Linked DNA regions of Sus scrofa: region 1 is linked to region 2. The links are chromatin contacts, called in public HiChIP or PLAC-seq maps. All regions are on one chromosome and are shown on one strand. The core of a region is the stretch at or near the end of the contact, and the rest is flanking DNA. Distances in the headings are between cores, read along the strand shown. Region 1 overlaps DNM2 (dynamin-2). Region 2 holds the start of DNM2 (dynamin-2).

Region 1 (6,598 bases), core at 3,296-5,795, 67 kb before region 2:
GGAACCTCCATATGCCGCGGGAGAGGCCCAAGAAATAGCAACAACAACAAAAAAGACAAAAGACAAAAAAAAAAAACACAAAAAACAAAAAACAAAAAAACAGCAAAGGAAAATTGGCCAGGTGAGGGTGTTAAAAATGAAACATAAGGGCATGAAGGCAGCCAGCCAAGATGACATCTCAGTAAGGGACAGGCCCTTAAATAGTCCCCCGCCCTTCCCGTCACTTTACAGTGACTTTGCACCTCCTCAAGCATAAAGCAGGCCAGGCACTTGAATCTTATGGGGCTCTTTGAAAATGTCAGGGTGTTCCATCCATGGGAACCACTGATCACCGGTTTATTTATTGTGGCTGTGCCCATGGCATGTGGAAGTTCCTGGCCAGGGATTGAACCCATGCCATAGCTGTAACCAGAGCCACAGCAGTGACAAAGCTGGATCCTTAACCTGCTCAGCAACCAGGGAGCTCGCCATCACTGGTTTAAAAGGCCTGAGTCCTGTGGCCCCAGAGCCCTCAGATCGAGCCCAGCAGTGTTGACACTGGGGCAACCAGGGGCTATGGTAAGCACGGAAGGGAAAGCAACATTTTTGCCAACAACAACAGCAAAATGAATTGGAATCTCTCCAGCTTTTCACAAAACTTCCAGGTTGTAGAAGATATGAGGGAAAGGGGGAATCCACTGACAGACAAACGAGCCAGTTTATTCTCCATCCATGTCAAGGGGAGAGGGACTGTTCTCACAACCTAACACAACAGGTAGGCTTGTTTGGGTTCCGGTTTGAACAGCCAGCTGCCATGAGATCATGGCAGGCCACTGGGGGGAAGTGACCTAGCCCAGGCGCAGGGCCCCAGGACATGGGCAGAATGACAGCCCTGGGCCAAGCAGGTGACAGGGGAGACTCTTGCTGTGGCTGAGTTGGGGCATCCCTCTCTCTACCTTTATGCATATTTGACTGGTCTTCACAAGACCATGTTAAAACACAAAAAGCACCTCCAACGTGTTCAGCGGGTGAATGGATAAGCAGGCTGTGGTCCATGCTTACCATGAAACACTACCCAACAGTCAAAAGAGACACTTTGGAGCTCCCATTGTGGCTCAGGGGTAACAAACCCAACTAGTATCCATGAGGATGCGAGTTCGATCCCTGGCCTCGCTCAGTGGGTTAACGATCCAGTATTGCCATGAGCTGTGGTGTAGGTCGCAGACGCAGCTCAGATCTGGCGTTGCTGTGGCTGTGACTATAGCCGGCAGCTGTCGCTCTGATTTGACCCCTGGCTTGGGAACTTCCATATTCTGTGGGTACAGCCCTTAAAAGACAAAAAAAAAAAAAAAAAAAAAAAAAAAAAAAAAAAAAAAAGAGAGAGAAACAGAGAGACATACTTTGGGGACACCTCAAACATCAGAGAATGCATGAGGCCAAGTGAAGGGAGACAGAATCAAGAGGCTTCCACAGCCAAGAGTCTGTTCACAGAACACTCTGGAAATGGCAAAACTATAGGAACAGGGAACAGCCCAGTGGTCTCCAGGGCCTGGGGTCCAGGAAGGCTTGATGACAAAGGGGCACAAAGATGAGAGTTTGGAGGGGTAACAGAACTGCTTCGTATGTTGAGAGAGGTGGGGGTTACCCTGCTGTATGCGTTTGTCAAAACTCACAGAACTGCACAGCCAACATTTCCTGTATATGAATTGTACCTGAAGAAGACAAAAGGCCAGTACCTGGTCCTTGGTTCTCCCCTCCCGTTCCCGGATGTAAGTGGTGACGATTCGTTCCGTCTCCTCTCGCAGCCGGGGGTAGGAGCTGAGCTGGGGGGAAATCAGAGTGGCGGCATTGGCTGGGAGGCAACATGAGCCAAAGGGAAAAACATAGGGGTGGGGTGACAGGGGGTGGGCCCACCGAGTCCCCACCTGGCTCCTGTCTCACAGGCGCTCTGGCTGGGAGACCAGGAGGGGAAGGTGGGGGGACGGCGGGCTGGAGAGATGGAGAGGGTGCCCACGCACAAGCAGAAGTGCTTTTCGAGAATGCAATTCGAGGTGGAAAACGGCAGAGACAGCGGGTGATGGCTACCCCCCTCCTACGCAGCAGCTGGGTGAGAGCCAGGACAGTTTAATGAAAGCCGCTGGGCTACCAGGGCGGGGAGGGCGCAGGGCCCCTTCTAGGATGGAGGCAGCATCTGGGCCATCTACCTCAGAGGGACCCCCTTGAAGAAAATTCCCCATCACCTCACTTTGGGCTTCATTCCTCCAGACACCCTGGGGGCTCCCAGCCTGTGCAGTGGTAACCAAACCCAACACACAGAAGCCCACCTTCCACGGTTTGGGGAGAGGCCACGAATCAGGGAAAATTGAGCCAATGGTCAAAATCACCTGTGGGAAAACCTCTTAAAGGCCCCATGATGTAAGAACACACAGGTCTAAAAAAAAAAGAACACACAGGTCTTCGTGCTGGCAACGTGTTTCACCACACTGGTGACAGTTTGGAAACCCACTTTTCCAGGGATGGGCACGGGCCCTCACCCCTGTTGCTTGCTTAGTAAATGCATCTGGCCACAAAGGCTTTCTACCTCCATCCGAGGCCCAACCTGCAAAAGTGGAACCCATGCGCCATGGGACATGCCCTCCACACCATTACTGCCGAGGCAAAGCTGAGGTCACCAAGTACCACTGGCCCACGGAAGGGGGTTCCTGCCGAGGCAGAGTTTCCCAGATGCTCGGGGTTAAGACTAACAATGGGAAGAAGAAGGTGGGGGATGAGTACACAGGTGATAATAATGAAATCTTTGGTTACCTTCTCGGCACACTTTTTAATGACCGTGGCCAGTTCTGAAACCACGAGATCAACACACTTCAAACTTGGCTCTTTGAGTTTTACAATCTGTTTTTTCACAATGGCTTCAAAGGCCATGTCGGGGGTGAAGAGCCCCGTCCTGGGTCATGCGGAGGGCGGGATGAGGCAGAGAGACACCCAGGGGCAGTGCAGGCCACACACGCGGGACAGGAGACAGAGAGAGAAGAAACGAGAGTCAGCTGGTTAGTGACATGCACGGAGGAGCCTGTGCCCGCATTTGCCCCGGAAGCTGCTTTGGATCAAGAGGCGTCCTGGGTCTGAGGGGTGGGCATGGTCTGGGCTTTAATTACACAAGTGCCATGGGTCAGAGTGGGCATACCGAACAGGTATGGATATAGGGAGGCCTTGAATTTTCTTATATGTGACGATAATGTCCAAACCATCTGGGTTTCTTTCCCCTCCCTCTTCCAATCGAAGAAGCTTAAGAAGCAAATGTGGGCTTTTCCAGACTGAGTACAGAAGGATCAAAGCAGAAATTCTGGCCTTGGAAGGCTGACCCAGAGCTCTACGGCCATGGTGGATGTGCAAGCATAGACCGCCCGCTGGGAAGCACTTCAGCTGCTCGGCCAAAGCGTGCTGCCCTGGGAGCCAGGCCCGCGGGGAAGCTGGTATGTCCTGCCATGTGGAGGCAGTGGCCTGTGAACACTGGCACACAGGTGACTGTGACCTAGGGGAATCAGAGGACGGGCTGCCTAGGGGGACAACCCTGCCCCTGGGGCGGTGCTGGGGAGCTGGCAGAGGCCATTAGGGGCCAAGCCAGACAGAGCACTCATTATGCTGTTGGCATTCGGGCTTTCTCGGCGCCTCGGGGACAGAGAAGTGGCTGACTGGGGAGTGCTTAAAGCACCACACCTTTGTCAAGAAGGGGTGATGGGCAGGGAGGTGTAGGGAGCTTGGCCTCCAGGAGGTGACACAAGGTCCCTCTCTGCTACCCAGAAGACAGCAAAGCGACAGCGCGACGAAACCCCCATCCAATACATGCTAAGCTTGGTATCAAGGTCCCAGGGCGCCCTGCCCACCAGTCTGGAATCTGGAGGTCTGGCACCCCCGGTTGCACCCAGGCCGAAACGCGCCCGCCCCAGCCTCTGGGAAGAGGCCACGTTCTTGGACACCGAGGCAATCTGGGAAGGAGAGGTGAGGGGACCAGCAGGGCAAAGGCCAAGCAGCACTGGGAGCCTGATACCAAACCCCCGTAGCCCCGTTTCCACAAGGCCAGGAGTCACCCTGCCGAGGGTCCAATACCTTACTGGTACACTGCCTAACTGTATTGATTAGCTCCTGGATAACCAGGTCGACACATTTCAGACAGGGCTCTTTCAGCTTGACGACCTGCTTTTTCACAATGGCCTCGAATGCCAAGTCCGGGGTGAAGAGCCCGGTCCTAAAACCATCCGTACCCGGGGGCAGGGGAGATAAGTCAGAGAGAAACAAAGCACGGTCAGCAATTTCACAGGCACAGGCCGGTTCCCGAGAAAGCCAAGGTCACAGCAAGTCTGGGGGGGTCAGACGCTTGCATCCACTACCTGGAACCCCCCGGGGTGATCTGAGGACCCCTTGGCAACAAGAGACTGGAGGCCGGGAGCCATGATTTTTGCCGGAACAGGGTGGGGACCCAGGAGGCTCATGGGGCACCGGTGGGTTCCTGTAATAGTGACTCAGCTCCCTTCCATTCCCCGCCCCCCAGGGCAAATCTGCAGTGAGTTTTCTTACTTCCTGACCACAGTGACTGGGAGGTTTAACCAATGTTTAACCCAAGAGCAGTGGACAGCCCAAGGGGATACAAGAGATCCACACAGAACTACTCACATACACACTTGAGTGAACTTGGAGACCAGAGGGAGAGACTGACAGCTACTGCAAATCACTCTGGAGCCCTTTCCAGGTCTCACAATCAATCGGGGCACCCAGAGGTTTGGGGGGGCACTGACTGGCTGCAGGGTGGCACCATGGAAATGATGGGAACATGGTGACTCATGAATGGAACTTGCCTGACTCCATGGATGTTCTTAATGGCATAGCTGATCTCCCGTCTTAAGTCCTTCTCATCAAACTCCATCTGAGAACAGACAAACCAAACACATGCAAGGAGCTACCTAGGCACCCCCGACAATAGGTCTCTAGTGGGGGGAGTGTGATCTCCTGTGTCCTGTTTGCATTCACCTGGCAGAATATTTAACTGGTCAAAAATTTTTAAAAATATTAAAACTCAGTTTCAACAAAGATGTTCTGAAACAAACACTCTTGCTCTCTTGGAAGGAAAATCAATTCATATCAACTTTCTTCTGGGCTACTACTCAGCAATATAAATCGAGAACATCTAAAAAACATACCTGTGAGTTCCTGTCGTGGTGCAGTGGTTAACGAATCTGACTAGGAACCATGAGGTTGTGGGTTCAGTCCCTGCCCTTGCTCAGTGGGTTAACGATCCGGCGTTGCCGTGAGCTGTGGTGTAGGTTGCAGACACGGCTCGGATCCCATGTTGCTGTGGCTCTGGTGTAGGCTGGCAGCTACAGCTCCGATTAGACCCCTAGCCTGGGAACCTCCATATGCCGAGGGAGCGGCCCAAGAAATGGCAAAAAGACAAAAAAAATAAAATAAAATAAAAAATAAATAAAAAATAAAAAACATGTTGCAACAGAAGAAAGGCTGGGGGAAAAATGTAATTGTAATGTATACATGTAAGGATAACCTGACCCCCTTGCTGTACAGTGGGAAAATAAAATAAATAAATAAATAAAAAATAAAAAAATAAAAAACATACCTGAACTGTCACCTGGTAGTTTTAAGTGATCTAAAATTTATCTTGAGGAATTAATCAAGAATTAGCTACATTCCTGTAGCTAAAACCATCCATAAACGCTAAAATGTTCAAACAACCTAAATGCCCAACAATGGAAGACTGGTTAAATGCACAATGGGATATCCATAAAATAAGACAGTGTTTTGCCACTGACAACACATGAAATGCATATACTACAAATCAAAGAAAAAAAGTGTCCAAAGACACATAATTTGTTTTTTAAAAAATATATATGCACACATTAATATGGATGACTTTATGTGCTATGTTTGTGGATACAGGGAGGTTTTTTGCCTGCATTTGCACAGAAATAATTCTCAAAGGACACATTCAGGTGCTGCTAAGAGGCACTGCCTGTGGCTACTAGGATTACGGAGGTTTTTCTCCTTTTAGCTTTTTTTCTCCTATTGAAAAGAACTTTACTGATTTTTACAAAAGTGTTATCTGGTCAATGGAAAAAGTGTAAAACTTCTGGCAGTTTAAAAAATTCTCCCATCCCAGCCCCCAGAGCTGACATTGTTGTGAATATCCCTGCAGCTCTGTCATCTAGACACATGCGTACGACTTCATACAAAGGATGTTATAAATATCTGTATATTCTGTTGCACATGCTGGCCCCATAATCTGCTTTTTCCCCTTCAACTATATGCAGGGGACATTTTCTATGTATTTTGCAAAGAAGATGTACTGGTTTCTGTTAGAGGGAAAGAAGAACTTTGCATATAGCTCTGCTGGGAATCTCTAACCTGCTGGCTCAGGTAAGGAGGCCTGGGCGGATGGGATGGATACCTTCCCCAGGCTGCCCTCTGCCCTCAGCAGGCTCAGGCCTGGAGGCAGGAACTTGAGACCTGCGAGGAAGCCAGGCTCAAGGCCCTAGCAGGAAGGTGCCTGACCAGAGATGAGCGGGCTGGGCCCTGGCAGCACTACCTTCACCAGCTCAAAGGGAAACCGCTC
Region 2 (6,752 bases), core at 4,196-6,695:
CACAGGCAAAGGCACTTTGGCTTTGCCCCTAAGGAAGGACAGTGGGAATAACAGCTGGCACTTCCAAGTGCCTTTGAACACCTCAGATCTGCTAAGGGACAAACCAGCCCAAAGAGCAAACCACGTACCCACCCCTCAGTCTGGCAGGGATGTGCACCAATGGTCATCCGATATGTGTTCATCCAGCACCCACTGTGTACCTGGCAGCGGCCCCACAGTACAGCCGCAACTCCCAAGACCAAATGCAAACACAGCTGGAGACAGGAGAGGCAGCTGCGTCTTGTTAAAAGAAAAATGGCACCGGGTGCTACCTGTGTTCACAGATATTTCTCATGGGGAAAGTCGAAGTAAAGCTGCAAATCAAAGGCAAGAGCCCTCAGCGTGCCCAAGACAAGGTCCAGAAGGATCGTAACAGTGTCACCAGTAGCTTTCCCTCCACCCAGGCTCCCCACCCCAGCTCCCAGAGCTCTGCTTGGCCTGCACCCCGCCCCACCCCAGGGCCTTCCTCACCTCATCTCCCCCCACTCTCCCACAATGCCTTCCTCTAGGAACACTCCCACCTCAGGGCCTTTGCACCGGCTGTTCCCACAGCCTGGGATGCTCTTCCTGCAGATCTCCACTGGTGGGTCCTCCCTCACATCCTTAAGATGTCATCCTCAGAAGTCACCTTCCCATGGAGGCTTACCCTGACCTCCCCCTGCCCTGTCCATAATCCTGCTCTCTATTCCCCTGTGACAGTTATCACCTTCTGTCTTGTTTCTTCTTTATCTTCCCCTGCAGGAAGGCCAGCTCCCCCAGGGCAGGGGTTTTGGTATCTTGAGCTTGCTCAGGGCTATGTCTGCAGAACCCGGCACTGAGGGAATATGCTCAAACTTTTTTCAGTGGAAATGAATGAAAAATGCGTGACATTTTAAGCACTTCTTCTGTGCGAGACACTCTTCCAAGCACACTCTAAATGGTCTCTCCTCCTATTTCTTTCCTTCCTTCCTTCTTTCTTTCTCTCTCTTTTTTTTTTTTTTTTTTTTTTTTGGCAGCACCCATGGCATACAAAGTTTCCCAGGCCAGGGACTGAACCCACGCCACAGCAGTGACAATGCCAGGTCCTTAACCCACTGAGCCATCAGGGAACTTCTAAATGGTCTAATTTAATCCTTACTCCACTCTCAATGACAGGCAGGGCAGGAATTTATCTGCCCTAAGAAGTGAAACACACCCAACCTGGCGGCCTGAATGGGGCCCACGAGGAAGTGCTATGAACAACCCCCTTTCCTAACTGGGGAAACTGAGATGCAGAGAGGAAAGGCTCACAAGGCCAAGCCCAAGCCTGGGCGTCTGAGCTGGAGACCTCAACTTCAGCCTCCCTCTCCTGATCTTCTCCCAAGGACAAATTTCCAAAGCCCTTCCCTCCTGCCAGCTCTTCAGGCTAAATGACAAGGATCACCAGGGAGCCACATCCCCCACTCTCCTTAGGGACACGGGTCTCTCTGCTGGTACAAGGCAGGCCAAGCCCTGGGTCTTCAAAGTAGTTTCCGGAGCCAGGAGGCTCCAGGCGATTGTGAAATGGGCCCAGGCCAGCACTAGGGAGTAGTGGGGACTGTAGCAGCTCAAGTGGCCACTCCCATATCCTCATGGATACTAGTCAGGTTCATGTCCACTGAGCCATAATGGTAACAAAATCTCATTTTTAAATGTTCGCAGCTAATTCCCATAGTGGCTCAGTGGTAATGAACCCAACTAGTATTCAATCCCTGGCCTCGCTCAGTAGGCTAAGGATTTGGCATTGCTGTGAGCTGTGGTGTAGGTCACAGATGCGGCTCAGATCCTGTGTTGCTGTGGCTGTGGCATAGGCCAGCAGCTGCAGCTCCAATCTGACCTCTAGCCTGGGAACTTCCATATGCCGTGGGTATGGCCATTAAAAAAAAAAATTATCTCCATGCTGAAGAAACAAAAGACCTAACAAGCAGGTTTTGCTCCCCAGGACCACCGACCTGCAACCCCCAGTACAGGACTGAGCTAACTGGGTAATTCTCACTCGGACCATGTTCTTAGAAAAACCCACAAGGAGGAAGCAGGGAAATGGAGCAGCCAGATCTGCCCCCAGGCACAGAGCCAACATGCTCTCCCTTTTGTTCCTTGAAAACTGCCAGGAGAGCCTCTGTGTGGGTCCTTGGGGTAGAAGAGAGGAACCAGTCCCTGAGCCCCACAGCACAGTTCAGCCAAAGTCAGAGAAAGAAGCAGGCAGTGGGATTTAAAGCGAGTCCTGCCTGCCATCCCCCTTATGGCAGGGCTTTGGAGCTGAGAAGGCTTCTCCACACTCCAGAAATAAAAAGAAGTTGGCTCCGTTTGAGCACTCCACACCCAAAGAGAGGGCTTTTTACAGTTTTGGTCCTCGAGCCCTGAATTAATGCCTGGTTAATGCCAATGTCACGCTGCAGGCTCTGGAAGGAGGTTGCCACAGGAGCCAGCTCAGCAGCAGTTGGCAGTCACCAGTTGCCAGGGTGGGTGGGAGGGAAAGGTACAGCAGAGGGTTGGAGCGGGGGGTGGGAGAGAGAGACCTGGAGTCGCTCAATCCGTCACTGAATGCTCGGTTCTCTAAGCCTCAGTTTTCCCCTCTGGACAATGGGATCACAGCAGTGCCAGCCTCAGAATGTTCAAATGAAGTCCAGTGTGTAACTTATTAATTTTTTCTTTAAGGGCCGCACCTATGGCATATGGAGGTTTCCAGGCTATGAGTGGAGTCAGAGTTACAGCTGCTGGCCTACACCACAGCCACAGCAACACAGGATCCGAGTCGTGTCTGTGACCTACACCACAGCTCATGGCAACGCACCAGATCCTTAACCCAGTGAGTGAGGCCAGGGATCAAACCCACAATCTCATGGTTACTAGTCGGATTCGTTTCCGCTGCGCCACAACAGGAACTCCCCAGTGTCTAACTTTAGAGCACTTTCTTTTTTTTTTTTTTTCATTTTGGCTGCCCCGCAGCATATGGAGCTCCCAGGCCAGGGATTAGATCCGAGCTGCAGTGGAGACCTAAGCTGCAGCTGCAGCTATGCCAGAGCCTTTAACACACTGTGCCAGGTGGGGGATTGAACCCTTGTCCCATTGCTCCTAAGATGCCACCAATTCCACTGCGTCAGAGTGGGAGCTCCTAGAGCACTTTAATTCTAACTAGCTTTTGTTGTCAATATGAAAGGAATCAGCCTGGTGAATAATAACTCCATTCATACAGACCTACTGTGTGCCAGGCACCATGCTAAGTAAGCACTTTCAACACATCATGTAACTGCATCCTCGCAACTGTCTTGTTGAGGGTCCATCACCCCATTTTTAGGAGGGGCAGCTGAGGCTCAGAGAGGTAAAACAATCTGTGCAAGATCACAAGGCAAATGAAATGGACAGAGCTTTGCGGATGCCCACTGGAAGCCTGGGCAGGCCAGGCAGGAAGATGGCCAAGCAGGGGGCCCATAGCCCAGCCCAAGGCTCAGCCCAGGCCTGGTTGATCCCAAGTCCACGCCTTTCCGCCACAGTAGACAGAAGGCAGTTCGCCAGAGACAAAGCAGCAAAGGAGGAAATTCACGCTGCTGGGAGCAAAACCCCCAGGCCTCTGGGAAGGCAGGAGCAAAGCTGGGCTCCACTGAGCTCCTCCTGCCTGGTGGTCTTGGGTAAACAGGCTGTCTTCTGAGTGGAACAAGAAAGAACTTGGCTTGGGGCCTGTAGGATGAACGTTACCTCTTAACACTGATAACAACAATAATCACGATAATAATGACTATGATATTATCATTTGGCAGCCCCAGTCACAAATGGAGTCCTTCCTAGACAAATAGAGAAGTGGCCACCCATCTGGGAGGCAGAAGGGCAAGAAGTGGGGGAAGGGAGAGAGAAGAACCTAATTACATCCATTAGCTTCCTGAATCCTAGGAAACAGCCCACAGAATGGAATATGTCCACAGGACAGAGAGCCAAACTGAGACTTCTCAGAACTATCCAAAAAAGGCTGTATTCCAGATCTTGCCTGATCAGGTAAGAAGTTCCTTCCCAGGATCCAGGAAGGGCCCCCCACATTTGCAGGCTTTAGCTTGGGGGGCTGGCCCCTATGTTCTAGGGCCATGGAGGTACCCTGACATGGACCAGGAAAGAGTCCTGGAGAAAGATTCCCCCGAGGGTTCTACTTCCAATTGAGAGGAGTTCCAGTCTCACCCTTCAGCTCCCTTTCTCTCTGCATCCTCCACCACCCCCTGCCACAGTGGTGGGGTCAGACAGTCAGTCCGCTATGGCACAAACAGGCAGATTAGGAGAAGGTCAGATAGTAGGACAGACAGACAAAGGTTCCACTTGGAAAAGAGGAGCCAGCGTTCACCAGGCACTAAGCTTTAGAGTCAGCCCAGGAGAGCCAGGCAACAGGGTCCCCAAGGGTCAGCCAGCCAGTCAGACAGCAGAGGCCAGCTGGAGGTAACCCAAGAGAGGAAGAGATAAGTGTTAAAGTCTGTGAAGTGCACGGATGGGCAGCCGGACAGGACAGGTCATCCTAGATAGCTGGCCAGGCAGCAGGGGGCTGCTCTGCGGTACTGGACAGATGGACAGCCAAATGGTGGTGGTGGCAGAAGCCTATCCAGGACAGAGAGACAGCCAACGAGACGGCAGGAACTGCTCCAGATAAATGAACAGCCAGTCAGACCGCAGGGGTCGGCCCAATGGATATCTAAGTGACAGGTTTCGGACAGACAGGGAAGGGGAACCTGCCCCTGACACACAGGCAACCATATGGTAGAATTCACCCACTATAGCTGAGGACCAGAGAATCGGCAGAAATCCACCGCACCTTCTGGCCCTCGCCCATGAGATACCCCTTTAGCCTGGGCCGGCTCCCCACCTCCTGCAAGGAGCCCTCCGCCCAGGGCGTCCCACAGGGCCCGCCTCCCTGTCCCCGTCCCCGTCGCGGGCACGCAAGCGCCGCAGTTACGCCGGCGGCGCAGGGCGCGCCATTCCCGGTCCGCCCTCCGCGCCCTAGGCCGCCGCCCGCCCGCCGTCGCCGCCACGCTCGCTCACCGGCCCACGAAGTTCTCGAGCACTGAGCTCTTGCCGGCGCTCTGGCCGCCCACCACGGCAATCTGCGGCAGGTCCAGGTGGCAGCTCTGGCCGATGGAGCTGAAGGCATCCTGCAGCTTGTTGACCAGCGGGATCAGTTCTTCCATCCCGCGGTTGCCCATGGCGCCGGTGGCCCCGGCCCGAGCGCCCCGCGCTCCCCACCCGCCCCTGCCTTCAACGACGCGGCCCCGCGGCGTCCACGGCCGTTGCTCCCCGTCCGCCCGGGCCTCGGCGCGACGCCCGCTCCCGGCTCGGCCTCACGGTCGCCGCCTCATCCGGTTCTCAGGCGACACCCGACCCAAGCGACCTCCCGCCCGGGGCCCTGGGGCTGCGCCCAAAGCCCTCGCCCCACCCCCGGTTGGTCAGCCGCGCTGTCGCTCGTGCACCCAAGCCAGTGAAAGGGAGGCACGGACCTACAGCTGAATGAACCTTCCCCCCCGGGGACTTTCTCTCAGTCTCATTGGACGCGAGAACTGTCGCTATTGTAGAACAGCCAATAGCAGCGTGAAGCGAGTTGTTCAGGCCGGGAGGCGGTGTTTCGGAAAAAGGCATGTTAGCCCCGCCCATTGGGGGAGTTCCCGGATGGCAGGCCCATCCGCCAGTTTTATTGGCAGGGAGACCGGCCAGTCAACAAAATTGGCCAGTGATATTAAGGATCGATTCTTAAACACAGATCTGTCACTCGACTCTACCTAGTTCCCTAAAAATTTCCCATTGGTTTATATAAATATCACTCCGTTCCGTCAGCCAACAAATCAAGAGGGTGGGATTTAACCTCGAATCTTGACGCTAATTGGACGATGTATCTGTCCATCAAAGAATCACAAGCGCTTACTTGTGATTGTCGTAGGTCGGCTAGTCTTCTGAAGCAAAGAGTAGACCCAAAGTACTCGCCAACGTGCGCCACCTTGTGGACCCAGTGGTGATGGTCACGCCTGAGTTCCTCGGCTCTTAAAAAAAACTACAAGTCCCAGAATGCGTCTTGGCCGTGAGCTCACAAATCAGCTCCTTGCGCGGGGACCCAGTGCACTTTGAAGGTGAGAATCAGGCGATTAGTGGTTCCTAGGGAGAAGCAGGCTAGCTCGGCCTCGCTAGCTCCCACGCCTCCAGACCCTGGCGAATGCTGTGTCCTCCCGTAGGAATACCGTCTGATGACGCCTGTGTTGATGCAGCTGACGCTCCAACGTCGTTCCTCTGATTCTTCAACTTTAGCACATCTTGGATCTTTTTGAGTACTCAATGAAACTCAACGGAACTTCTCCCCAGAAAGTTCTCCCCTATTATTTTGCAGGCAACGCTGGGGATTCTGGGAACTGGGACTCTTGACCACTTGGAAGAGGCGGGGGAGTTCCGGCTGTGATACAGCGGGTTAAGGATCTGGCTTTGTCTCTGTGGCAGCGAGGGTTCGGTCCCTCAGCCGGCGCAGTGGGTTTAAATTCTGACGCTGTGGCAACTATGACGCTGTCGCTGGGATTCGATCCCTGGCCCGAGAATTTCCATGTGCTGACGGTGCAGCCAAAAAAAAAAGGAAGCCGGGAATAGATGGACTGACTTTAACAGAAGTGATCTGATTCCTCTGGACAAAGATAGGCCAGAGGCAGCCCAATAAGGAGCCAGGAGCAAAGGAGGTGGGGAAGTGGGCTGAGGGGGCAGGGCAGTAA

Evidence for each region. HiChIP or PLAC-seq counts read pairs in DNA pulled down with a chosen protein or histone mark.
Region 1: an H3K27ac HiChIP or PLAC-seq map of alveolar macrophages shows a contact between it and region 2. The contact joins the enhancer-like site here to the promoter of DNM2 in region 2. A contact is called at or near these places in 4 of 5 promoter capture datasets (fetal liver, fetal skeletal muscle and liver), 24 of 47 Hi-C or Micro-C datasets (alveolar macrophages, blood, brain and 11 more) and 2 of 2 datasets of contacts at active chromatin or transcription factors (alveolar macrophages and skeletal muscle).

The regions. Positions count from the first base shown.
Region 1 is chr2:69,538,463-69,545,060 of Sscrofa11.1, reverse strand. It overlaps DNM2 (dynamin-2), which reads right to left. Exons shown (of 20, transcript XM_021083818.1): 8 at 6,572-6,598; 9 at 4,833-4,900; 10 at 4,087-4,225; 11 at 1,716-1,802. Among named protein-coding and RNA genes, the nearest start is that of MIR199A-2, 16 kb to the left of the region's middle. Within about 2 kb of position 4,545, at least 12 of the 83 cell types and tissues checked have an H3K27ac peak or open chromatin away from gene starts, as enhancers often do. A contact at or near this core is called in alveolar macrophages, where this site is marked.
Region 2 is chr2:69,472,706-69,479,457 of Sscrofa11.1, reverse strand. DNM2 (dynamin-2) reads right to left here and starts at 5,445. Exons shown (of 20, transcript XM_021083818.1): 1 at 5,053-5,445. The coding sequence starts at 5,213.